2 separate regions of the Canis lupus genome follow, and region 2 is linked to region 1. Evidence: chromatin contacts called from public Hi-C data. All regions are on one chromosome and are shown on one strand. Each heading gives the region's core, a stretch centred on a gene start, on an enhancer-like site or on the middle of the called end of the contact. The rest is flanking DNA. Distances are from core to core; before and after follow the strand shown.

Region 1 (2,513 bases), core at 10-2,509:
CCGCCCCAAGGTGGCTAACCCGGAGAGGCCGTGGGCCGACTTTCTAGCTCACAGCCTGTGCAGACCAGCTGAGTCTTCAGATACTGTGACTCCAGCCAACTTAACCACAAGAGACCCTCCAGTGAGACCTGCCCAGCCATGTCTTTCCTGAACTTTTCACCCAGAAAATCATAAGTAAACTAAGTTCTAAACTTGCTCTAAGATGCCAACCTTGTGGTAACTGGTAACTCAGCAGTGGTAGCTGGTGTGAAGGCCTTGCAGGCTTTTTCAATATAGATGCCTGATCAAGATTGTGGGAGGCCCATGAATTATAAGATTCTGCGGAGGAAATTTGCAAAATAGAGGTCTACTTCTAGCTCTGACCTGAGGATTCCTTGCGTGCGTGACCAAGCCGCGCTCATTCCTCAGAAGGCCATGTTTCTATGTCTCCCGAGTCACCTGTCTCCCAGGCTGGGCTGGACCAGTACTCTCCTGGTCACTCCCAGGCATTTGCAGCCCTGTCACTCATTCTGGGCAAGAGCAGGAGAGGACCAGTGGGTTTCCTTCTGATGTATCTTGCTGTGTTAGCTGTCGGAAGAATATGCTATTCTTGGGAAACAGGGAGAGTGGAAGAAGGAACGTGGAATCCAAAGTCAAAAGACCTGGGTTCAGGGGTGCCTGGGTGGCTCAGATGGTTAAGCATCGGATGCTTGGTTTTGGTTCAAGTCATGATCTCCGTCAGGCTCCATGCTGGGCAAGAGTCTCTGTTTCCCTCTCCCTTTGCCCCCACACCCTCCCCTCGCCTCATGCTCTATCTCAAAAAAAAAAAAAAAAAAAAAGGATCTGAGTTCTAGTGCAGACTCATTCATGTACTAGCTGTGTGAGCTCAAGGAGACAATTTAACAGCTCCAGCCTCAGTTTCCCCCATCTGAAAATGAGGAAAATAATATGTGTCCCATAGAAGTGATTTGAGGATTAAGTTAAGATTATACCTGTGAAACCCTAGGGGTTTCAATGAGTTTGTGCTGCATTTACCATTTTGATGCCTTTTCATTTTGTTTTTAGAAAATTAAAAAAATGTAGAAAATACAAAAAACAAAAAGACATTCATGTTCTCACACTGGGAATTGCCACCATTGACGTCTTGACTTACTTCTGGTCTTTTTTTTTTCTTTTTTTTTTTTTTTTAACAGCTAGAGTGTGGTGCAAGCACACAGTGAGGGGTGAGGGGTGGTAAAGGGAGGGGCAGAGGAAGATGGAGAGAGGATCTTAAGCAGGCAAAGGCAAGCAGGCTCTACGCCCAGGGAGGAGCCCCACGTTGGCTGGTTGGCTGACTTAACACTGAGATCATGACCTGAGCCGAAATCGAGAGGCAGTTACTCAACCAGCTGAGTCACCCAGGCACCCCAGTCTCTTCTTTTTAACCATTCTATAGGTCATTTTGGAGAAAGTGAGAACTATTATGTATTTAGTGCCCGCAAATAGGGAGTGCTTCACAAGGGTGCATGTTGTCTGCTGCAGGGGCCTTGGTGATCCGTGTCATTCCAATATTTTCGTATCTGTGATGCCCCTGTTTGTATCTGGCACACTTTTAAATACTAGAATTTTTATTGGTATATAGGAAGAAATGCGGTCATTTCTACTGTCTCTCTCTTGGTTCTTTGGACGTCCTTTAGCCTAGGTCAGTCTATGAGTACAACTATTTACAGGTCCAGCCCTGGCTGGACCCTCCTGTCCTCAGGAGGTGACAGTGTCTATTGTTCCAGACAGAAGGAGAGCTGATCCTACCACCATCTCGCTCCCAGCCTCTTTTCTGCAGCAAGTGGTGCTGCACCACATCCCACTGTCCGCTCAGCTCTGTATTCCTTCTGCTGTATCACTGCTGTTACAGAATGTATCATCGGTTGTATCAGAACCAAATTTTACCCGAGTCTGCATTTGGTGGCATGATGGTGAAGGCTGTGTGATGTCCAGTGTGTGCGTCATACTAGCAGAAACCCCAGTTCTGTTCTTCTGGAATTGCCTTCTCTGTGAGTCACATAGCAATCGTGTCCACACGGTTGACTCCATATCTGTTTTGATTTATTCTTTCCTCTAGCCTTTGTGACTTTGCAGCCTCTCTGCAGGAGTGGCCTCTATCCCAGGGCCCTGCTCCTCTGGGGTCCAGGAGCGGGGAAGGCAGTGCCAGCATTCTCTCTGGTAGTCAGGGTGGAGGTTTTTCTCGCTGGGCACACGAAACCAACTAAGATTCGAGGAGGGCATGCATCATCAGCCTGCTTTCTCAGAGACGACTTATTTTCAGCTCATCTGCACATTTTCCGGGAGTTCTTAGGAGCCTCCCAGGCTTCGGTGTGGACATATGAGCTCTTGCTATGAGATGGTAAAGAGAAACTATCGTATCTACTAAAGGAGAAATTATTCCTGGCCCCATTAAAGCAAAGTCAGGCAGACTTTATTTCAGGGGGAATGTCATGATGGGCGCAGGGACCACTGCAGTGGGGTTTTGCAGTGGAAGAAAGAGAATGGGCTCAACT
Region 2 (2,513 bases), core at 9-2,508, 200 kb before region 1:
AAGTCTATTGTTCACCTTGTACTTTCTGCCTGCCGTGTTTTCCTAGTTCTTTAAAAAGCCTCGCCCCTAGCTCTTGGGGTCTCAGCTGAAGTATCCCCTCAGTGAGAGTTTCCATGACTACTTAAAGAGATCCTTCCCTGCTCTTCTCTGCCTCAGCACCCTGTTTGCTTTCTGCATAACATGTCATTTGCGTGTTGCTGTTTCCTTGTTGATGGTCTGTCTCCCCCTCATAGATTATATGTGTAAGTGTCAAGAAAGCAGGGACTACAGGACCTAGAAACTTGCTCACCATGGTACGTAGAAATTCAATACATATCTGGTAAGTGAAATAAATGAAACCTCAGAGTGGAAGGGACCTAAAGGTACCTAGGGTGCCCACCCAGTCCCCTCCACATCATCCCTAACAGATTCAGCATAGGACTTTGGAGTCACAGCAAATTCTTTATTAGAGTAGCTCAAAATGGCAATTAATTCTAACGTATATTGAGGAGGAATATGCTTTTCTGTCTGAAATTTCCACTTCCTCGTAATCTGGAGTTCCGCATCATCCATTGAATTTTCTCTTCAATGTCACTTTCACATTTTTGAATACGGCTCTCTCATCCTCCCCACACCTGCTCGAATTCCCAGTCCTCGGGGAGTCTGCTCCAGCTGCTGCAATCATTTCTGTCCCCTCTGGACCCCCTCACCAGCACTTTCCAGTGAATGTTTGCTTAATTTGAGGCATCTCAACTGGAACTCAATATGAAGAATCCTGTGGGATAATTCTCTCCTTTATTTCGTATATGACCACTATACCCATGCAATATAAAGCAGCAAAAAAACCACTTCTCTCTCCTTGCTAACGAATATGTCATGCTAGTCATTCATATCAAGTGTACAACCAACCAGAACCGCTGCATTCATCTTTCACGCATGAACCTGCCTCTCCTTTACCTGATGCATCTAATTGCCCGAACTTAACTCTGGATTCTATCTTTCATCCTGTTGGCAGAGATCCATCATTCTAACCTGTCTAGATCTCTTTGAATCTTGTTCCTGTCAGCTGACCTATTAATGCTGTCTCCTGACTTCGGTGTCAACCAAACACTTGACAAGGCCTCTCCCTTTGACTCCCTCCCAGTAGCCAGGAGAAATGCGAAGCATTTCAGCACAACCTGGAGAGGCCTCCTGTGGGTAAACGTGGTGCCCAAGGTGTCATGATTCAGGGACGGCCCTCCGGGTCAGCCCCGAGGGCCACGTCACTCCTGGTTCCAGAGCCTTGCTACGGCTCACGTGTGCTCTGTACGTGTCCCTTGGTTTACCAGCCTGCAAAGCTGAGCGGAAGAGGAAGTGAGGTTAACCTGGGCGATTTGTTCTTGGTGAGCAGCACAGGAAGTGGCCTGGACGCTGCAGGGGGATGTGGTTCCTCAGGGCAAAGGCCCTCGCCTGGCGCCAGGCTAGTGATTCATTCAGTCACACCATCTCCTGTCTTGTCCACTTGCCTGGCAATGCCTGTCACCTCTCACTTTTTATCTAATCGGCCACCTCCTGCCCACTTCTCTCTCCAGCTTTGCGTGCATTTGGATGAAGGCTGGCGGATTCTGGGTGAGGGATTTGCCAGGGTCGGACAATGAGAAGAAGCAGAGTTAATAACTCTTTTGATGAAGATCTGAGGCAGCCTTCCTGGGTAGCCCAGGGCATCCCCTTCAAAAGATGGAGCTCTTCCCAGCTCTTTACTTCTCCTTTAGAGCTTCCCCACCCTCTGTTTCCTGGACCACTTTCACCTCACTCAGCAGAAGTCCTCCACACAGCAGACAGAGCTTACCGTCCTCCATGGTAGCCGGGAGACAGAGAGGCCTGGCCTCAGGGCTCAGGGCCCGGCTGCCTCTCCCGGCATCTGGAAGTTCCTTTCCTCTAAGCAGGCAGCCTCTTCCTTCTCCGGGTCAGCAGGTTCCTTCAGACACTGCTGGTGCCTGGTGCTGGGGATAGGACTTCCGCACCTGGGCCCATGAGAAAAGCTTGGGTGGAGCCTGGGCTGTGAGGGTCTTCTTTCTGTGGTTTGTTGACTTTTATTTCTGCTTTCTCACTCATATGCTAATTGCCTGATTCTTCCCTCCCAGTTCCTCTTTTTCTCCCACTTTCCCCACTACCCCTCTCGCCAACCCTCAACATATCTCTGTCAGTCCAAGGGAGACCAAAACAGTGTTAAGGAGGGCTGTGGAAGAGGACTCACCCAGGTTCTTTTATGCCCTTTCCAGTCTCACACTTTTTTTCAGGGTGATACAATTCCTGCCACTTTCCTAATTTCCTCTGTCTGATAGAAGAAGAGCTGGAGCGTGGCTAAGTGGTAGGTAAAGAAATTCTGCCCACTTGAGTGGCTTTGCTGTTAAGCTGTATGCCCTGCCCGGGTGTGTGCATGCACAATAAGAAATATCAAATAACTTACTCCATCTGAACCATGCTAACAGGCATGAAGAACACAGGTAGGGAGCAAACCACAGTTCAAGTCATGAATTATGCTATGAATTCTT

The links. Hi-C and Micro-C count contacts between places; a contact is called where the count stands out from the background.
Region 2: a contact with region 1 is called in a Hi-C map of blood, with 3 times the contacts expected there. The contact joins two enhancer-like sites. A contact is called at or near these places in 2 of 9 Hi-C or Micro-C datasets (both in blood).

What each region holds. Positions count from the first base shown.
Region 1 is chr17:54,768,592-54,771,104 of UU_Cfam_GSD_1.0, reverse strand. No RefSeq gene overlaps it. Among named protein-coding and RNA genes, the nearest start is that of PTGFRN, 57 kb to the left of the region's middle. Within about 2 kb of position 1,259, at least 2 of the 20 cell types and tissues checked have an H3K27ac peak or open chromatin away from gene starts, as enhancers often do. A contact at or near this core is called in blood, where this site is marked.
Region 2 is chr17:54,965,331-54,967,843 of UU_Cfam_GSD_1.0, reverse strand. It overlaps LOC119869821 (a long non-coding RNA gene), which reads right to left. Exons shown (of 3, transcript XR_005372638.1): 2 at 1,808-2,513; 3 at 484-754. Among named protein-coding and RNA genes, the nearest start is that of TTF2, 8.4 kb to the left of the region's middle. Within about 2 kb of position 1,258, at least 4 of the 20 cell types and tissues checked have an H3K27ac peak or open chromatin away from gene starts, as enhancers often do. A contact at or near this core is called in blood, where this site is marked.